3 separate regions of the Pan troglodytes genome follow, and all the other regions are linked to region 2. The links are chromatin contacts, called in public Hi-C maps. All regions are on one chromosome and are shown on one strand. The core of a region is the stretch at or near the end of the contact, and the rest is flanking DNA. Distances in the headings are between cores, read along the strand shown. Region 1 overlaps RAD51B (RAD51 paralog B). Region 2 overlaps RAD51B (RAD51 paralog B). Region 3 overlaps RAD51B (RAD51 paralog B).

What was found. A called contact is a pair of places that touch in the nucleus more often than the background predicts.
Region 1: a contact with region 2 is called in a Hi-C map of stem cell-derived neural progenitor cells, with 16 times the contacts expected there. The contact joins two enhancer-like sites. A contact is called at or near these places in 4 of 7 Hi-C or Micro-C datasets (blood, induced pluripotent stem cells and stem cell-derived neural progenitor cells) and 1 of 1 other capture datasets (stem cell-derived neural stem cells).
Region 3: a Hi-C map of stem cell-derived neural progenitor cells shows a contact between it and region 2, with 4 times the contacts expected there. The contact joins two enhancer-like sites. A contact is called at or near these places in 2 of 7 Hi-C or Micro-C datasets (induced pluripotent stem cells and stem cell-derived neural progenitor cells).

Annotation. Positions count from the first base shown.
Region 1 is chr15:66,227,288-66,230,800 of NHGRI_mPanTro3-v2.0_pri, forward strand. The region is part of intron 7 of RAD51B (RAD51 paralog B); the gene reads left to right. Among named protein-coding and RNA genes, the nearest start is that of RAD51B, 430 kb to the left of the region's middle. Within about 2 kb of position 1,969, at least 7 of the 24 cell types and tissues checked have an H3K27ac peak or open chromatin away from gene starts, as enhancers often do. A contact at or near this core is called in stem cell-derived neural progenitor cells and stem cell-derived neural stem cells, where this site is marked.
Region 2 is chr15:65,923,208-65,926,469 of NHGRI_mPanTro3-v2.0_pri, forward strand. The region is part of intron 7 of RAD51B (RAD51 paralog B); the gene reads left to right. Among named protein-coding and RNA genes, the nearest start is that of RAD51B, 130 kb to the left of the region's middle. Within about 2 kb of position 1,269, at least 8 of the 24 cell types and tissues checked have an H3K27ac peak or open chromatin away from gene starts, as enhancers often do. A contact at or near this core is called in stem cell-derived neural progenitor cells and stem cell-derived neural stem cells, where this site is marked.
Region 3 is chr15:66,346,434-66,349,649 of NHGRI_mPanTro3-v2.0_pri, forward strand. All of the region lies in intron 8 of RAD51B (RAD51 paralog B), which reads left to right. Among named protein-coding and RNA genes, the nearest start is that of ZFP36L1, 430 kb to the right of the region's middle. Within about 2 kb of position 1,693, at least 18 of the 24 cell types and tissues checked have an H3K27ac peak or open chromatin away from gene starts, as enhancers often do. A contact at or near this core is called in stem cell-derived neural progenitor cells, where this site is marked.

The DNA of each region.
Region 1 (3,513 bases), core at 719-3,218, 300 kb after region 2:
GGTAGAGCCTCTTAATTATGGGATATGATCTACTCCTGGACATGATCTTGGGCATGGAGGCCCTAGAAAGCTTAAGCTCACCCTAAAGGAGCTGATGCTAGAGGCTGTCTGCTGATCATACTCCCCATAGGAGGACAGCAAGTGCTTCCTTGAAGGAGGCTCTTGGCACCACATTTTAATGTATACTATACTACTAATAATACTATAAGTAGTGTGTGCATCATATATTATTTATTACTGTTATTAAGATGTACTCTCCGGAATTAATTTACATCTAAAACCTGGGACTATTTAAAACAGAAATTTTAAAGGAAATCAATACCCGTTGCCTTCAGATTGCTCATTGCTTTGATTCACATATGATAATTAATGATATTTCTCTTTTTTCTAGCTAGGGAAATATTTTCAAGATTATTAAATTTTTTAAACTTGCGAAGGTTAAAAAATAAAGCATTATTCATATTTTTCCCTATTGTAAACTTTTTTATATTATGCACACTTTTAGGCAGAAACAACTTTCTGCATGTTAATATTTCTAATAGTTTATCTTTTTGGTTAAGTCATCCAGCTTCTAAGAATTATTGAGTAACATCGCTATTAAATTGTCATGGTTGATGTTATTTTATATTTTCTGAGACCTAGACCTTGCTGATTTTTTTGATCCAGGCTTTTCCTTCCTTAGGGAATTTAGTTTCCTTTTGTTCACTTATTTATAGCTCTGCTGTGGGTATGGTTTGGAGCCTTGGTTTTTATTGCTTTAATTGCTTGGTAGTAATTGACACACTGTACACATTCCAGGCCCCATGTTCCCTTTACATATGAATTCACACTACTTGATGACTCAAATAGACTATAATGAATCCCCTTTATCCTGGGATATCTTTGAGATTCTGGGTTACCGTGTTGGTCTGTTTCCTTTAAACATGGTTCTGGCAGTGTTGCCCTACTGGAAACAACTGACCTTTCATTTCTGCTGGTATTTCATCATTATGGGTGCATCCCAATCTAATTATATGTTGATTTGTAATGAACAGAGGCTTCCTCTCATTTAATTTTCTGTTGACTTTATATTCCCTCTGTTTGGAAACCTCCAAGATTATTGTATCAGTTTCAATTTTGTTAAACTGATGTCTTTTCGTGATGACCTGCTTCCAGTGTATTACTTTTTTATTCAGTGATTCTATCAACCAGTGTTATCTGTTAAAAAAAACAAAAACAACCACTGATATGCTGGTGGGCTCTATGCTGTCATCTAAAATGTTATAGAAAGATCTGTTTGTATTGTTATTGTTGCTGTGAATTAGTCCAATGGCCTACCTACTATATAAGATATATTTGACCTTAGGAGTGAAAAAAAAAATCTTAACCGGAATCCTCACTGAAGTCTGATTTGGGTACAATAAGAATTCATCAAAAACATAGAAGCTGCATTTCCTAGGAAATCGAGGCTTTTTCCTGTATTTGGGAGTGGTAAAGAATACGCCCAAGAACTTGGAACAGATAAAACATTGGCAGACAAACAAAAGATCTGTAGGGCAGGACTTCCTTTTTATTCTCCTGAGCTCTCTCTCCCATTGTTTCAGAGAAGATGGAGCAAACACCCAGACAGAAGCTGCTTCAGTATTGTCTTCTATTGATAGGCTGCTTGTGTTCAGTGATTCCTCTGGCCCATAGTGTCTGCTGGACAGTTGGAGGCTTTTTGAAGCCATTGTATTGTTAGAGAATAATTAGAGTGAATGAAACAGTGGGTAGGGGTTAACAACAATTCTTTGTTGCAAGCAATTGGTAGTCTTGGCATCAGTATTGGTAACAAGGCCAATCTACTGGAAGGAATCGAAACAAAAGATGGAAAAGTTGTGGTTGGTTTGTCTGATCCATCCAGCAAATCCACCCATGCATGGCCATTGTGTCCTGTGAGCTCTCTGGAAATGCCTTTGGTCACACTGCATTCCAAGCCACTGGGTGGGTAATCTCTGGGTAGTCTTGTACATGGATTTCCTAGACTTTCCCATAACAAAAATGGCAAGGCACAGGTGTTGTCTTGGCAATTAATCATACACTTTATAAAGAAAACAATGTCCTAACATTTGGGTAGATGAATGGCGTGGTAGAAAAGCCCCATGATGTTTCTTTTGGAAGGAGGGTTAAAGAATGCCGTAACACTAACTAGCTCAGATGTGTCGATTGATACCAAGGTGAAAACATCTAGGCAAAACCATAATCTATGTCCTCATTGTCTCCTCCATCTCCTCCAGACCTACCCTGTCCTCGTCCTAGGAGTTTATATTGTGATCTAGAGGAGGCCCAGCCAGGGTGGGATCTAACAAATTGGGGTGGGTATAAATTTAGTACTTCAAAGATAGTGGCTCTTATTGGAAAACTTTATAAGCTGAATGCCTATCTCCCCCTCACTAATTTAGGGAACTGCAGCTGCTGCTAAATTCTGAGTCAAATAGACTTGCAACTATGGTTGATCAGATTCGTGATGTATTAGTAACACATGGAAGTGGTGCCTTATGTCGGGGCCCTGGGTTCCTACTGGAAACCCATCACTTAGATTTGTATGATATTGGTATGATCTGCTAGTGTGTGATGCTTTGTTACATCCTCTTTTCAAGTCAGCTTTCCACCAGAGCTTCCCAAGAACAGAGAGGCCTGCCTCAAATATTTGGTTCAAATCATGCAACATAAGTTACCTTATATCTCTTTTCCTGTTGCTTATCTAAAAGGACAGAGACTCAGAGGCAGTTTAAAAGTGGAGGTGGGCATGTCTCCAAGGCGATTTATGACTTTAGACGCATATCCCTAAAAGGCGAATTCCTGCTCTCACAAGTTGAATAGGGCTCTAATCCCACAATCTGATTTAGGCCAAGAATGACTTACATTTGAAATCCCAAACCAAGACTGTTCAAGATTGGTATTAAAGTCGGAGCAATGAGGTGGAGGTAGTGTTCACCTCCACATTATTCTGAGAATGGGCCTGACCCTCATGGATCTGTGGGTGTGAGGAGTGGTGGTTGTCAGGAGCCGGGGAAGGTAGTGCGGGGAGTGAAGGAGGGGAGACAGCAGTGTGCTTATTTTCAGTTTGTCAGCTGCTCTGGAAAATGGCCAAAATGAATGAGATACAACAAGCCTTCAGGGCTGCTGTAAGCCAAGGAGAGACAAGGCCCCTCCTTTTAAAAAGCTCTGTGGAATTTAGACTTAAAGTTTTATATGTTATTTTGTTTAGGGTAAATGTGAAATCCCTAAACATTCCCCAGGAAATGTTAGCTCCCAGGAACACACAGTGGGCCCTAACTCCCTGGACAGAAGTACGTCTTGAGGGAGAAAAAAGAATTCAGCACCATTCCATGTAGCCTCCTGGCTCTGTTTGGCCGTGGGAGAAAGATTGATGAGAACCGTGATTAGATCTGTCTCTGTGGCCTCCAGCAGATTATTGGAAAGCCTTGAAAAAAAAAATCTTTTTGATAAAAAAGGATAGAAGTTCCAGTAGACAGGGGAAAGAAAAGGGCT
Region 2 (3,262 bases), core at 19-2,518:
AGCTTTTGCTTAGGTTAAGTTGTGGGAGAAAAACTGAACTCACCCAGCTAGCCAAACTATCTCTCTGTTGTCTTTCCACTTTATCCATCTATTTTTTACTTTTTTTGGAAACACAATAACAATAGTGTAGAAGTCTTTTCACATTGCCTGACTCTCCTGTTTGTGTCCCATAAGGTTCCATGTACTCTGTCCAGAACTCAGCTTATTATGTCAAAGGATTCTGTCTGGACTGGTCAGTCAGAGATATAAGTTCTGATTACCTCAGTGTGTGTGTTTGTATCTGTATTTAATGATGTTTGTGCTTGGCTTAGGCTGGGGATTTTGAAATCTTTGCAGAGTTTCCCAATTTGTTGGGCAGTTTTAGAAATGATAGTATCAGTAGGAAAAAAAAAAACACAGAAAAATACAATTTCTTCTTTCATCTGTGTCCCATATTATACAAATGTTCGCTGAAAGCACCAATTTTCTGGGAAAGGTTTTGACTCAGACTTTTTTCACCCTTTACCTCTACTCTCCAATTCATGATTCCTTCTTACAACGTGGTCATGTGCTTGCCCAGGCCTGGCTTATGAACCGTGCAGAATATTTGTGGGGTTTGTTTTTTAAGCCCTAAACTGTGCACATGATGCAGTATTTAATTTGGAATGAGCTCTTAGTTTAGTCACATGTGCTTCTTGTGGTGTTTATCTTGGAATCCACAAGTAGGAGGGAAGTATTTTTGCATTTTATACATCTGGACATTGTTCATGGTCCTTCTGTAACTTGGGAATTCTGTGTGAGGCAAAATCCAAAAAAACAGCATTAAAAATAACACGGAGTTATAATGACATCTGAGTCAAAACCCTTGAGAATACCCTTCTGATCCCAGCAGAGTTTGTTTTTGAGGTGGTGAACTTTTTCAATTGTGTGTGGTTCACTGCTGGCCTGAGGAGAATGCTGGGATTATAAGGTTACCTGACACCCTTGCATGTAGACTAATGGGTTTCCAGACATTCTGAAAGTCTATTGCAGATTTGGCATAGGGGGAAGATTTTGCTTTTTGGCTTAGGGGGAGGATTTTGCTCTAATTTTGCATGGGGTAAAATAGGTAAAGTGAATTCTGCTCACTGTTGCTATGCCTCTGCCACAAGCATTCTAAGAGACCTGTGAGACTGTCCCTATTTCTCTCTTAAACTTGCCTAATTACAGCCAGCTTAGAGCTAAAGTTGACTCTGAGAATGCCTCGGGCTCTGTGTCAGGACTGGGGGTTTAGTAACCTTATCCTTCCCCTGATTTCACATGAGAAGTTGTTTTAAACAGGATTGGACATAGAGATATAGCACAGTACCTCCTCCTTTTGGCTAGGGGTCTGCTAAAGTGGAAAAAGTGGGAAAGGATGTACAGAAACTCCTGCTCTTTGAGCGAGTTTGCATATGGACAGTATTGCTTTTTGGCCCCAGCCTAGTTTTCTTTCATTCCCATGTCTCATCTTTTATGCAGCTGCAGAGAGCAGGCTGGGAAAGCAGAATGAAAGCTTCAAACAGATTTGCACTTGAATAAAAGAAAGAGTGATTTCTCTTGTTCAGAGTACAGACCAGTTTGGGTAGAAAACTGTTTGCTTTTTTACTTTCTGGGTAAGGACTGTTTGCTTTTCTCTCTTTAAATGTAGTAAAGAGAGGAAAAGCTAATAAAGTAGTTGGACCTGCTGGTTATAATTCATAGAGAATTTTCAAATGTGTTTAATAAAGTCTCTCATATAATTATAACAGAAATAAGTAATTGGAGGGGAAAGGTTAAAATCCTGTAGAGGTTTAAGAATCAGTTAAATATGAGGCAGTGTGCTTGGATGAGACAACTAACTAGGAGCTGCTTCTCTTTGCTGATTTCTCTGACCTTTCCTTTTGAGATTTTTTCCTCTTTACTTTCGTAATGCATTTTGCAACTTTCATTAAAAAAATCCATCAATGTTTAAACTTCTAGCAAATAAACATATCCTAGTCCTATTATGGAAATCACAATGTAGCAGAGAATAGCTTGACTTCAGCTAGAGAGACGTTAATGATAGGAACCCTAAGGATTGATACCAAGATCATGCTTGTTTAGTGTTTTAATGACTCCAGAAGGAAATGGTGAAATCTGCTGATGACACCAAATTGTTTTTGCTGATCCAAACAAGGATTTCTGGGAAGCTTCTTCAGAGTATTTGGAATAGTAGAAGAATTGAGAAATATGGTGGCAGACACACTGAACTTAAAGTGAAGGTTTACGTGAAGTAGCAGGAGTAACGTCAATACGTTGAAGTTACAAAGCCTGCCAAATCTTCCAAAAGGAAGATTACGGAGTCTATAGTTTCATGAAAGGAAGACTTAAGACAAAGAACATTTATATGTATAGCAAATGAAAACTATTATGGGAATAGTTGCAATTATAAAGTTCAGTGACTTAAAAATATGATGTCTGAATTTGTTTTTAAATGTCAGCAGTAGTATATCTAAATAGGTGTTGTTTCTCTCGAAATGGTCATAGAAGATTATATACCCATTTTATGCATGCTCCTTTCTTGGTATGTTCTTTTGTCAGTTTTCTGTGGTGGCAGGTCTTTATTTTGCAGGCTGTTTTGAATTTTGAAACAGTCAACTGTCACTTAAAGCCAAGTGTGATAAATAAGACGGGTGGTCAAACTAAGTAATAGATTTAAATATATTAAATATATTAAATGAAATATAAAGTAGTAAAACTTATTTTCTTTTATTGCTTTCAAAAGTGATTCTAAAGGACATTACCAATGAGAAATTGCAAAAATGTTTGTGTACTAATAGTGTTAGATTAAGTTCTTGGTTGATAGATTTCACAAACATCACTTATTTAGATATGTAAGTTACAGGGCTTGTACTAATACACATTTTATTATATTGGAGACAAACCATGTTTATAAGTGATCTTTTTAAAATTTTTTCTTTATGCTCCCTAAATATACACTTAGGGAGGAAGAAGGAGGTTTTGAATTAACTGGAGATTTCCCTAATGTGTTGAATTTTTCTGACTAAAGCCTACATTTTTGTAAAGAAAAAGACCCTGTGGGATAAAAAATACGATAGGCACTATCACAGGAGCTGTGGGCTGGCCATCTATATCCATCCATCTATCTATTATTCCACCCATCCCTCCATCCATCCATCCATTTATTTAATTAAGTTATTTTTAACGGTTGGCTCTGGAGTTGACATTCATTTATTTTAAAAGAACAGTGAATCATAGCTCTTTTCCTCAAGATGCTTGCTTT
Region 3 (3,216 bases), core at 443-2,942, 420 kb after region 2:
CTAACACATGGTGAGCTCTCAAAAAAATATAAATGTTAGCTCTTGTCATTATTTTTGTTAATCCTTGACTGGGGTACTAAAATTCCTAAAAGAGAGTAAGCCAAGAAAAATATGTTAATTATTACAGCAACTAATATTTATTACTATGCACCAAGGCATTTTTGTAAGGATTTTTCATATATTAATTCATTATTAACTAATTTTCATAGCAATCTGATGATGTAAGTGTTAGCCCCATTTTACAGATAAGAAGGTGAGGACAGAGAGGTGAAGTTGGGGAGCTTGGGATCAAGTTTCTGGTTCTAGAACCTACGTTCTTTCATAACCATCACTGCTCTGAAAAAGAGTAAGCACCAGACCTGAAAGAAACATAACAGAGGCCGGGCGCGGTGGCTCACGCCTGTAATCCCAACACTTTGGGAGGCCAAGGTGGGCGGATCACGAGATCAGGAGATCGAGACCATCCTGGCTAACAGGGTGAAACCCCGTCTCTACTAAAAATACAAAAAATTAGCCGGGCATGGTGGTGGGCGCCTGTAGTCCCAGCTACTCAGGAGGATGAGGCAAGAGAATTGCTTGAACCCAGGAGGCGGAGGTTGCAGTGAGCTGAGATTGCGCCGCTGCACTCCAGCCTGGGTGACAGAGTGAGATTCTGTCTCAAAAAAAAAAAAAAAAAGAAAGAAACAGAACAGAAATGTTGTTAGCTCCTTCTCACTTTTATCTCTAGTTTGAATGAGTGTGTTTGTGAAAGGCAAATGCCTCTGGGGTTCTTGCACAGTCCTGGGCACCACTGGGAGGAGAGAGGGCAACCTAGAGACATTTGTGTTCCTGGTAAACAACTGAAAATAGGCGGAGCCTTTGTGCACTGAACCCAGCTACTTTCAAATCGCAGTACTTCCCAATTGCAAACTTGGTGCAAAAAAACCTACATTGCCACAGTTGAGACTTTCATGAGGAAAGATTTTGGGTACAAGATAGTTTTTCATACCACTTTGCTTACCCCTGAGACTGCAAAGTACCATGTCTCCTTGTTTTATAGAAGCCAAAACAAATTCTATCGATAAACAGAATTTTGAAACTCTGGTATTTTCAGAAATTTGTACTGTGCATAAAGTAATGGTTTGGTTAATTAACATAGGTGATTAAACAATAAAGTGATGCATACCCATTTCCATAGAAAATATATGCATATATAAAAGGAATTTTACAGATAAACTGTATGATATATCTGTTAATATATCATGTTTTATTTTCAGTGTTTTTGTGTATTCTTAATGTCCCCCAGTATGGAGACAGGCTCATCTCCAGGTGTGCAGGCTCTGAGTGAAGGGGGCCTCCTCATTGGAGTGTGCAGGGGCCTCCTCATTGGAGTGTGCAGGGCTCTCCTGCGGCGGCGCCCACTCTCTGTCCTCCTTCCCCGTTTTTGTTTGCCACCTTGTGGTTAACATAGCTCTGTGGCTCAAGGAGGAGGGTTGGGCCCGTATCATCTGTGAAGGTAAAATGCATACATGCGATGCTGCAACACAGTCTTTCTCCCGGCGGGGAGTGGGAGTGTGTGTGCGCACGCGTGTGTGGGTGCAGTGAAGGTGGAATTGCCCACTTAGTGAGACTCAGAGTCTACCCTCAACCACTGTGCTTCTGTGTGCTCCCGTGTAGGCTGGAAGTCGTATCAGCCGCTCCATTGCACAGAGATTGCAGAGAAGGGGCCACATCGGTCAGTGTTAGCGTCCACAGGAGGAAGTTGTGTGGTGGGAAGGCCGCTTCTGGCTGGACTGCAGGCTTGTTTGCCCACACGCGCCCCAGTGAGAGCGAGGCCTCCACGGGCTTCCTTCTCCAGTGCGGGGAGTGTGTGGCGAAGGAAGTGTCTGCTGCTGAGCTCAGCTTTGCTTCGCCATATTCCTTCCCAATCCGCTCATCCTAACCCTCTCTCCTTCCGCCTCCATCCTCCCTGCTCTCCGATTGCCCCAGTGTGTGTGTCCCCTTCCCCAGCCACCCCTCTGATCCCTGACTACCCTCTTCTCCCTCCCTCCCTCTGCGCCCACTCCTCATCGCGGGCCTCAGGGGAGCCCTGTCTCCACTCAAGACACCCGTGAAACAGAGGGAGACACTAGCAGTCAGCGGGCACTTTGTGGGGAGGGCCAATTTAGAGGACAGATTGACCAGGGCGAGCAGCAGGATATCTAGAAAGACGCTTTGCTTCTAGGGAGCGGGAGCCTAATCCCGTTACAGGCTGGAGGGAGACTCCTGGGGCCGGCAAGCCTCCTTCCCGCTGTGCCTGGAGGGATATCATTGGAGGACCGCCGCGCGCGGTGGAGGGCTCCGCTCGCCAGCAGCCCCCTCCCCCAGCCCCTTCCACTCTCTTTTCTTTTGCAGTGACACATACTGCAGTGCCTCTGAGGTCATTTGTTTCCCACAGCCTCACAGGGCGCTGTGGCAACAAGGGGGACAATGATCTCTCACAGGAATGATGGGAGGCCTTGTTTTGCCTTAAATAAGCCCCTTCAAGGGAGCAGTAAGGTCTGTTGTGTGTGTGGTTTGTTTTTTCAGAAAATCCTCTTGCACGTAGTTCCAGTGTGAAGTACTCTGGCAACTTCAATTGAAGACATAAAGAATCTTATGTGTGTGTGTGAGGGTTTAATTTTATTTTTATTGCTGCTTTGAGACCAGGATTGTGTTTTCCCTTCTGCCAGTTACCCTTTTCCCGCTCAAGCTCCCTGGACCTCAGCATTCTTTCAATAGTTTTAGGGCAGGAATTGGCAGGTGTTAGGGGCAGAGAGACGCCCATGTCTGGGTGCTGGCTTCTGACTGCCCTTAGCTTTGGTGAGGGAGTGAAGGTTAGCGTGGCAGGAATGTAGTGCTCCTACACATTTCTCATCCTATCCTGGGTCTGAGGAAAGCACAGGGCACTGGGTGGCTAGGGCTGGGATTCACAACAAAGTGACAGTGGAGGCTGAGGGAGACGTACTTTATGGGCCACCTCGGAATAGATCATCAGCTTTAATGCCAGAGCTTCAGGGGCATGTGCAGAAAGAAAAAGGCCTGTAAGTAGAATAAAGAGGAGGCAGGTTCTGTGTCTGATTCGGCTGTCCGGTGAGGAAAGATGTGAAGTGATCTCTACCCACACCCTGGTAACACCACTGGAAGACAAAAAACTGTCCTGTTTGTCTTACTGCTCTGTCCTGTGTTTTAAAGTCTTCAAGCTGCTGAAGGCAGTCC